2 separate regions of the Oryctolagus cuniculus genome follow, and region 1 is linked to region 2. Evidence: chromatin contacts called from public Hi-C data. All regions are on one chromosome and are shown on one strand. The core of a region is the stretch at or near the end of the contact, and the rest is flanking DNA. Distances in the headings are between cores, read along the strand shown. Region 1 holds the start of CWC15 (CWC15 spliceosome associated protein homolog). Region 2 has its middle 51 kb from the start of AMOTL1.

What was found. A called contact is a pair of places that touch in the nucleus more often than the background predicts.
Region 1: a Hi-C map of embryonic fibroblasts shows a contact between it and region 2, with 2.2 times the contacts expected there. The contact joins the promoter of CWC15 here to the enhancer-like site in region 2. A contact is called at or near these places in 5 of 6 Hi-C or Micro-C datasets (ear pinna, embryonic fibroblasts, psoas muscle and 2 more).

Annotation. Positions count from the first base shown.
Region 1 is chr1:86,202,646-86,207,953 of mOryCun1.1, reverse strand. It overlaps CWC15 (CWC15 spliceosome associated protein homolog), which reads left to right and starts at 2,248. Exons shown (of 7, transcript XM_002708624.5): 1 at 2,248-2,388; 2 at 3,422-3,560; 3 at 4,425-4,537; 4 at 4,926-5,014. The coding sequence starts at 3,430. It overlaps KDM4D (lysine demethylase 4D), which reads right to left and starts at 2,169. Exons shown (of 3, transcript XM_002708442.4): 1 at 1,804-2,169; 2 at 230-323.
Region 2 is chr1:85,884,828-85,890,048 of mOryCun1.1, reverse strand. No RefSeq gene overlaps it. Among named protein-coding and RNA genes, the nearest start is that of AMOTL1, 51 kb to the left of the region's middle. Within about 2 kb of position 2,873, at least 1 of the 8 cell types and tissues checked has an H3K27ac peak or open chromatin away from gene starts, as enhancers often do.

The sequences.
Region 1 (5,308 bases), core at 999-3,498, 320 kb before region 2:
TTATGTTAGATGTTGGTGCTAATGAAATTATAGAGTAGCAGTTAGCAGTCAAAAGATGGAGCAGTGGGCTGTGAATTAAACAGATTAAAGTGATTCATGCAGGGTTGAAAAGGGCAGCTGGAACATAAAAACTATTTGCTATAATTGTGTTACCATCTTGCCATCGCTGCTACATTCCTCTATTTCATAGTGCATCATTCATTCATTCATTCATTCAGAAAATACTTACTCAGCACCTATTAAGTGTCAGGCACAGCTCTATATGCAGAGAACACACCAGTGAGCAAGACAGACAAGATTCCTGCTTTCCTGGAACTTATGTTCTAATACAAGAAGATAGACAACAATAATAAAATAATATTAATAATAATAGCTAACATTTACTTAGCAAGTATTATTTGCTGAGACAGTTCTAAGCACTTTACAAATATTCATTCTTACAGTCACATTATGAAGTAGGAACTAGAATTTTCTCCATTTTATACATGAGGAAACTGAGCGCATTAGAAAGGGAAAATAACTTGCCTAAGGTTATACAGCTACAAAAGGGCAGAACTGGAGTTTAGAACCAAGACAGTCGGGCTTTCGCTTAATGGCTTTGCTATGCTGCCTCTCAGACAAGCAACAAAGCAATAAAGAAGGAACAGAACAGGTTCAGGTAGTATTCACTGGTATGAAGCAGGATAATGATACGACTTTGCATGCTGGAGGGGCGGGGATGCAAATGCAGAGGTCAGGGAAAATCTCCCTGGGGAGGTAGCATTTGAACTGCTACTTGAAGGATGGCAACAGTTATCTTGGACTATAGGCAACAGAGAAAAGCCACTATAAAGTTCTAAGGTAAGGACCAATCCTGCCTTATTTTATGAAACAGAAATGCCCACGTAGCTGCACCTCCAGCCATGGAGAGTCTGGTGTGTAACAATGACTGCTTCAGAGTGAAATCAGGGAGATAAGGCAGGAGCCAGACTCCACAGGCCACGGTGAGAAAGGTGGTCTTTAATCTAAGTGCAGGGGGTTTTATGCAAGTGAGGAATGCTAGCTATGATTAATCACTATCCAGGTGGAAGATGATGGTGGTTTTGATGAGATCATGATTGTGGAATGGAATTTAGGGTAAATTTTGACAAGACTTGCGAAGGAACAGGATGTGAATAGTGAAGCAAAAGCAACTGTTAAGTAGGTGCCCTGGGGTTTTTGGTTTGAGTAACTAGTGTGATGGCTGCATCCTTTACTGATGTGCAGGACTTGGGGAGGAATATATTTGAAAGAAAAAGCAAACACACACAAAATTTTCCAACTTGAACCTTACAGAGGAAGGCGCTTTTTCTACATTGGTTTCACTTAAAAGTTTCAAAGAAAGAATTTTCAGGAAAAATCCTTCAATGTTCAATTTTGACACTAAATTGGGAAAACTTAAATTTTCACTGGTTTAACAAATACTGCGCAGGATACTACCATGTGTGACACTCTACCAGGAAGGACTAAACAAACAAGATCCCTGCTCTCAGAGTGCTTGTTTCTCAGGGGAGAAAGAAAAACGACTGGTGATTTACTTTTTGCCTTTTCCTGGTCTTACTACAACCTCCCCTAATGCATCAGTAGCCATCTTAATAATTCCACCCCGTGCCACTGGCGGTTGGGCCCACCGTTCTAAACGTTCAAGGTCGTAAACGCTAATGCTGACATCTCCCCTCTCACAGAACTTAAGGGCATTTTAAAGGGAAAAAAAAAAAAAAAACTTAGCAAACAATACGAATACAACCTTTGCTGTGAAGTCTAATATTTTTGCAGGAATGGTACCTTTATAAAGATCGTGGTTGCCCCCGCACATATTTGTTCTTTCTTCATATCCAATTAAATGAAAACACTAGTGTTTCCGCAGCCTAGTTTTCTAGGCTTGTTGGCTCTAGCTCAGGAGAAAGGATGGAAACAGAATCGTTGGATTTAAACTGTTTGGTGAAATCCCTTTGCACGCTCTCTCCCGCTAGCCATGGATGTGGTGTCGGCTACACCGGGTTTTCCATCCACGCAGTGCCGGAATGAAGGAGTCTGGGAGGGGGGGTTGGGGAAGGGAAAGACGGAAGAGACATTAAGTAACTGGCTCTCGAAAGCGTAAGATGATGTTCAAGGTCTGCTCTAAAGCACTGATTTCAAATGCCCGCCCCCTGGGCCGTTTCAGCCCCGCCCCTTGATGTCGTCACACCGACTTCCACTTTGGCCTCTGAGGATTGGTCGTTGCCGCCACCTCTTTGGGGCGGTTAAAAATGCTCGGGTTTTGCTTCCGGGTCTTGGGCTTTGGCCCTGGGCGCAGAGGTTTCTGGGAGCTATCAAGCACAATGGCGTCTGTATGATTTTCCGTGAGTGTAGTATCGGACGTCTTCCTAGGTGAGCGGCACGGGGAGAGCAGTTTGTGTTTCTTATCCGGGTGGCGTGGGAGACGGCAGTCGGGGTCAGAGTTGGCGTTGGCCGAGTGCCGAGCGCCGGCGGGAAAGACCGGGAGCCGCGGACGGGCGGTGGAGCCCGGTGCCGGCCGGGCGCGCCCGCAGCCCCCGGCCTCCAGCGCGGAACGAAGCTCTGCCCTCTGTGGCTTTAAGCCGGGGCTTGAAGCAGGCCAGCCAGGCGAAAGGCGGGCTCCCGGGCGGCCGGAGTGATCAACCTGAAGCTTTTGGGAAGCGGCGGCGCCCCCGACCCTAGAAAACCTGCTTCTCTCTCTCCTTACGCAGGCTTTCACGGCCTTTTGGAAACCGAGGGAAGCATACAAAATAATCCTGCCGTCTTCTGCACCCTCCCCAGACACTTGCTTTTCTGACGTTAACGGGCTTTTGGGCTCTTAGTAGCCCCATCAGCTGGGCAGTATTCTTTCCGTTATCAGATTCCTTTGAGGATTAGGTTTCTGTCATTGGAGCATTTCTTAAATTGTAGCCTGACGTGTATGTTGTGAGGACTGTCCCAGGAGAAAATCGAATCCACAAGATTGTTGGAGAATGTTTCCCACTGATTTTCAGCACACTTACCTCTGGGACACTTAAGAGTTTGTCAGTGATTTTTAAATTTTCTTTCTTTTTGTCTTTTCCTTAAGGACATTTAAACTAAGGTTTAAACTGAGAACTTTTAGGGCTTTGACATGTGGGATCTCATAATTCTTTGAGGAATAGCCCCATTCTATAAATGAAAGATTGGTCACTTGTCCAAGGCCACACAGAAGGGGAACAGGAGCAGAAACTCAGGTCTTCACCACAGAATTTTTGGTGTGAGATAAAAGCTGCCCTTGCACCTCATAATTGGTTTCCTTCAGAACTTTGGTTTGGGAGGGTTATTGAAGCAAGTTTTGAGATTATTTCACAAGGATGGATATTTGTTTAGTACCTTACACAGTGAAAGTATGTCGCATTAGAAACAACTTTGTTTTCCCCCATAGCGTCAAAGATGACGACAGCAGCCAGACCAACTTTTGAACCTGCAAGAGGTGGAAGAGGAAAAGGGGAAGGTGATCTGAGCCAACTCTCAAAGCAGTATTCCAGCCGAGACTTACCTTCCCATACAAAGATAAAATATAGGTATAAAGACTCGCAGCTTTTTCTTGCTCATGAAATAGGCCTAATCTGTTGAAAAGCATGGCCATGATGTGTAGTAGGGGTAGGTTTGAATTGTATCACTTCAGTTACCATTTTCAGAGGAATAGAATACAATAGAAAGTTTAACATCAAAATTACACTCTGTGATTTTAAAGTTCTATCCCCTTCCTGCAGCCCAAATTCTTATTATCCAGGAGTTTCCATATGGAGATGGAATGGTAGCTAGTGGATTATCTCAGAGAAACTATGCACTTACCAGCATTAGTCAACATGACATTGAAAGCGTTACTGTAACAGGCCCTGAATTTCTAATAATACAACAATTAAATACCTGCTTTTAGGGAAAAAATTATTTATTTTATTTGAAGAGCGGAGTGAAAGAGATCCCCCATCTGCTGGTTCACTCCCCAAACGCCTGCAACTGTCAGGGCTGGGCCATACTTAAGCCAGGAACCAAGAACTCAATCTGTGTCTCCCATGTGGTAGATGACAGGGACCTGAGTACTTGAACCATCACCTTCTGCCTTCCAGAGTTCACATTACTGGGAAGCTGGAATGGAGAATAAAGATGAGTCTCAAACCCAGACACTCCTTTATGGAGTGTCCCAAACAACACCATAACCACTGAGCCAAGTGCATAGTTCAAAAAATTAAGGACATTATAATAAATCTGTAGCTGTATTATGGGAAAGTATGCAGTTCAACCTTCAGATTGTGTCATAATTCTGACAACTTTCCTCTTAGGCTTAAAGGACAAAGTTGCTGTGATGAATTATATTTCATTGCTACAGCCATGTATTTTTTTCTTTCTAGTAACCTTTTGACCCTGATTGGTTTATAATTTAGGCAAACTACTCAGGATGCCCCTGAAGAGGTTCGTAACCGGGACTTCAGGAGAGAGCTGGAAGAGAGAGAGAGAGCTGCTGCCAGAGAGAAAAATAGGGATCGTCCAACCCGGGGTACTAACGCTATCCCAAACGTTTGTCTCATAAAATTATGTTCTCCATATTTTTTTATGTGTTAATTAGAAACTGTTAATATTTCTGTTTGTTTGCTTTTAAGTATTAGTGTGAATTACAGTGCTTTCTTAACTAGCCTAGAAGTGATGATCAGGTTTAGGTTCCCAACATGTATAAACTATTCCCTGAATTTCCTGAGGCCGCAGTTCCTGTATAAAATCAGTGCTTTCATTAAGTCATTCGATAAATATTTATCCAAATGCTTATCTGCTAGCCACTGTATGAGCCCTGCTGCTGGGATGCTTTTAGTGTGATTGTTTTGTGCCCATGAGTCCCTGAATCGTAAGAAACGTGTGTCAGTAACTAGGTGATGTTTGCCTACCCCCAGAACATACAACTTCCTCTTCAGTATCCAAGAAGCCTCGGTTAGACCAGATTCCTGCTGCCAACCTTGACGCAGATGATCCTTTAACAGACGTATGTTTCATTTCCTACTTTCACCTCTTATCTAGTCATTTTTTACTGCATTTTTCTGAAATATATTTTTATGCTTTTGTATTTAAGAAGTCACATGTGTTTGTTTTCACTCACTATTGTTCAAATGCAGCCCTAAGCTCAATGTTAAACTTTGCAGTTGACTTTAAAATAAAAGATGTTATTTTGTGTTAAGAACTTCACAAACAAATTTGATCTATGAAGAACCAAAAATGGAAGCAATCTGTTGAAATGTGTACTTTCCCCCCAAAATAATTTCCTGTATTAAACCTAGAG
Region 2 (5,221 bases), core at 1,624-4,123:
GACAGAATCCGGCGCCCTGACTGGGACTAGAACCCGGTGTGCTGGCACCGCAAGGCGGAGGATTAGCCTAGTGAGCCACGGCGCCGGCTTCAAGTGGCATCTTAACCACTGAACAAACCATCCAACGATCCAGCCCCAGAATTCGTTTTCTTGCGTGTGCCGACTCAAGCACCTTGTCTGTTAAGGACAACAGAAAAGGACGAGCCTCTGGGTAACTCAGGCCCAGCTAGGATGATTCTCCTTTAAGTCAGCTGATTCGAAACTGCACAGTCCCTGCACCTTTACTAATGCAAAGAGGACTTTGAAAAATTCCTGGGAAAATGGACTTTAAAAGATGAGTTCATTTTGGAGCAAAAAATACATTGGATCCACCAATAGTTTTTTGATAATACACTTTTCCCATGAGCTTTGTGAAGACCCTCTGTGTTCTGTTGGTTAGAAACAGGCTGTCGCCCACTCCCATAACTGAAGGGAGGGGACTTCACAAAGCGTGGATACCATGGGTAGAAATCATAAAGGACATTTTAAATTTCTATTGTCATATCTTCCATTTAATAACCCGTGTGTGTGTGTGTGTGTGTGAGAGAGAGAGAGAGAGAGAGAGAGAGAGAGAGACTCACCATAGCGAATTCAGGGGAATTTGATTTGAGGAATCAAGGATGTCTTGTGGATCCCGAGGAATAATGCAGTGTGGCCCGAGGAAGGACAGGAAACCAGGATTTGCAGTGCCCAGGGGGAACTGTCTCCGAGCGTTTACCCCAGTGTCCTCTCTCTGTGGACCAAGTTCATGTGCTCTCCAATTTGTGCTTTGTGGTTGCCATCACATGTAATCTCATCTCACCATCGCAGCTGCCAGCCTAGTTCTCTACTCTCAGAGAAGACATCTTGGACAGCTGTGCATCCCCAGTGCAGTCCCCTGAGCCTAGGTGCACAGGACACATGCTACAAGCACAACCACATGGCATAGACCCATGGTGGCCCTGCAGCAAAGGGAGGATGGGGCTCAGTTCTCAAAGGAAGAGGCTGAGGTCCCAAAAGAGGTGTCAGGCATTGTTGTCAGTGGCCGGCTTGCCCACTCTGCAAAATCCAGCACATAATTTAACAGGAAAGCTAGTAGTGAGGGGAGCAAATGAGGCATGTCTGATGGTGTTCCACAGGTAGTGCCATGTGCTGCATAATCCAGGAATTGAGTTGCAGCTAGAGCTGACTCCCTGTCTAAAGGACTTGTAAACCCCTCCTGTTACCCACACTGAGAAGGCGGCTTACTTCACAGGAAGAAGGAAGGACTGTAGAGAATGTAGGTACAGGTGCAGAGGGCCCAATTTAGAGCCAGAGGCCCAGCCGCATCTTCCAGAACCTTTCCTGGAAGTGGCTGAGAGAGCTGCCATGAGCGAGTGCAGAAGTTCAGAGGGAAATGAAGAGTTCTGAAGGAGGAGGTACGTCCCCGCACAGATGGTACTGCTCGTGCCCTGATAAGAACAAAGGGAGACTCACAAAGATCAGTCAGACGGGGCCAGGAATTTAAGCCACGCACGCTAAGAGCGGCTTTCAATTCCGCCTTAATGGGGAACTGGTATCAGAATGCCTGGTGTGTCTTATGCAGTTGCTTTATGTAAGTGTATAAGCGATGCGTGAACTGGGTGTGGTTCCCACCCGCCATGTCGGTACGTTACCAGCAAATCCTTCCGAGTCTTCGTTTAGCTCAAAGTTGAAGGCTCATTTCCAACACTTACATATGTACATAAGTATGCAAACCTGTCCTCTCCTGATGTTCCCAATGAAGATTCTGAGGTTCAGCATAGTCCCAACTAGGCAAACGCTCCTGGCTCTGTGCTTGTAGAGATCATGACTTTCCACTGAGATGTACTTATGTCTCAGTGTTCTACATGTTACAAAAGGTTTCTCCACATGGGGGATTTGACCTGGCTGGTGTGAGAATCCCAGAGTGTTATGGTCCCCTTGTTGCCAGGGGCCAGGGTCTAGTTATCTTCCTATCATGGTGCCAGCACATACAGGGTACTTTAAAAAGTTCATGGAAAATGAATTACAAGATAGGTTTACTTTGGGGCAAAGTAGTTTTAAATTGATGTATGGCTTCTCGTAATACACATCTTTCCATCAGCTTTTAAAAGACCCTGCATATGAACAGTTTTTAAAAGTTTTTCACAGGCCGGCGCCGCGGCTCACTAGGCTAATCCTCCGCCTTGCGGCGCCGGCACACTGGGTTCTAGTCCCAGTTGGGGTGCCAGATTCTGTCCCGGTTGCCCCTCTTCCAGGCCAGCTCTCTGCTGTGGCCAGGGAGTGCAGTGGAGGATGGCCCAGGTGCTTGGGCCCTGCACCCCATGGGAGACCAGGAGAAGCACCTGGCTCCTGCCATCGGATCAGCGCGGTGCGCTGGCCGCAGCGCGCCGACCGCAGCGGCCATTGGAGGGTGAACCAACGGCAAAGGAAGACCTTTCTCTCTGTCTCTCTCTCTCACTGTCCACTCTGCCTGTCAAAAAAAAAAAAAAAAAAAGTTTTTCACCAATATAAACTTACCTCTTAATCCATTTCTCCACAAACTTTTTTGGGTACCTTCATAATAGACTCTCAAAAATGTTTATTGTATGAGACAAAAAAGATGGCATAACTGCCCTTGTTGGTCACTGTGGTTATAATTTGCAGTCTGCTCCAGTAGATTGTGACCCTGAGCTGACGAATAGGGTCACCATTAACCATATGTAGCTTTTAAAATTGGAGTTAACCAATAGAGTTTAAAATTCAGTTCTTTCGTCACAACTGCAACAGTTCAAGTACTTAATAAGTACCTGTGGCCAGTAGCACCACGTGGAACCTTCCGCTTATCACCATGCGCTCTTGGACGGTGCCACTCTGGGGGTGCAGACCGGCTGTTCCTTCCCAGGACCTGTGTCGGGATCACATAACACTGTGTTCAGCAGCTGTTTAGGAAATGAGTGACAGTGACGCTGTCCCCATAAGCCTCAGCCTAGGCTTCATTTGCACAAGGAAGCCTTCCCTGAGTTCCACTTGTGTTCCTGAGACCTGAGCAAAGCTCTTAGATTCCTCTTCATAAGGAGATGGCCCATCCTGCCAGGCAGCACAGCTCTGGAGAGCAGGACGGGCTCTGACAAGCCTGTGCCACCAGCATCCAGAGCAATGGGCGACAGAGTGGGAACCCGCAGTCATGTTCGTGGAACAAAACCAACCAGAGAGATTCAGTTGCAAGTGTAGAGCATTCTCCCCATTACGTATAAAGTCAGTGATGAGGCGTGGGATGGACGCTGCAGGTTGTGTCTTTGTAGGAGTGTGGGAGTCCCAGTGAGACGTGATTGACCAAAACAACACAAGCATTAGCGTCCTTACGTATACTACTGTCGAGTTCCTCACGGTAGCCCCAATTTGAGGAAGCTTTTTCATACTTTTTGGCTTCTTCCCTTTCAATGCCTTCTATCTCTAATCCCATTTTCTTCTCCTTTTGTAAACTTTTTGTTTTTAAAATACAAAAATTGCTGCACAGTCTATAGTACGCACCTCAATACTTTTGTATGAAGAAGGACTCTCACAGGAATTATGCAACCAAGAAGTAATCAAGGAAAATCACAAGAGTGGAGGAAGCCTCAGCATAGTACAAGGACAAGGTCAGGTATTGTTACCTGCAGAGAGGGAGGGGGAGGGGGAAGAGGAGGGGAGGGAAGGGGGAGAGGGAGAGGGAGAGGGAGAGGGAGAGGGAGAGGGAGAGGGAGAGGGAGAGGGAGAGGGAGAGGGAGAAAGAGAATGTAGAAATAAAAACATAAAATCCCCGGCTACCCTTTCCCAATCCTTTCCATCTCTGGCCCTATTCCCTGTTGGATGAAACCAAACAGGAAGCCAGAGGGCTGGGAAGCAGAAATGTTGGCCTCTTGGGGCCCAGCAGGGTGGAGAGGCTGAAGCACAGACCAGGAGGGTGACAGAGAATTTTTTTCTCTTTTGCTCCTCATTTTACAGATAAGCTCATTCTCCATTCCATTTTCCCTCACCAGAGATAACCAGTGTCCTGAATTGGGCAGGCGACCTCTGTGTCTGTGTTTTTTAAGACTATTATTACTTATACATCAATATGTACTGAAAAGCATTATTTTGGCTGTTTAAGATTTTTATACTTTTTTTTTTCATTCTGTGCATATGATTCATTTGATGAGGTTTTGGGCCTATATAAATGCTATTTTAGTACGGATAGATTCATTCACCTTAACTGCTGAATAGCATTCCATTCTGCCTAGCCATTCTCTTGCTGATGGCATTTATGTTGTTTCTGATAGTGTTCCAACAAAGCTGCAGTGAACAACCTTGGGCCCTGGACTAAAGGTCTTGAATCGTCTCAATCGGACCACACATTGTCTAATTACCCTCCAGAATGGTTGTACTGACTTATGTTCTCAACAGCAACATATGAGCATTCCTGTTTCCCCAGGTTCTCACCAACTCTTAGTATTCCACATTTTAATTTTTGTGAGCATTACAGGTGTGAAACGGTATCTTGGTGTTTTAATTAGCATTTTCCTGATCCCCAGTGAAGGTGAACACCTTTTTCAGATATTTAGGGGCCATTTGGGTTTATGCTTCTGTGCATTGCCTGTCTGTATCCCTAGTCGATAGTTTTGTTGAATCACTTATCTCTTCCTGTCTGATTTGTAAGCTTTATAGAGTCTGGGCATTAACTCTTTGTGTAGAATGTGCTTTGTCACCTAAGACTCTTGTAGTGGTCTCAGGGTGAGGCTTGATTGGCATCTGCATTGAGAGCTTATCAGGCCCGGACATCCTGAAGGGAGAGGAAATGACCAACCAAAGACCAGGTGGAATTTGCTCACATCACAAGGAGTTTTTCCCTAAGACACTGGAGATTAACAGATAAGTCTATAAAATTCAAAGAGAGCTGTAGGGTTTATCATCTGTAGGGTTTATCTGTGGCGCCCCTCTCCCCCACCCCGGATGCACTGCATCCTGTGGAAACACAGCCACTCTGCTTTCAGCATCAACTATTCTGCCTTGACAATGTACTGTATGACGAATGGATACTGTCAGGGAGGAGGTGTGTGCAGCTTTGTAAGCCACTGCGGGACGTGAAGGAAACCCTCCTGCTGCCCGAGGACAGGCTCTTTCTAAAGCCATAAGCTCTGGTGACAAACTGTGCTCAACACGTTGCTGCACCTTAGTTTAAAGAAATGTTTCTGTAGGAGCCAGC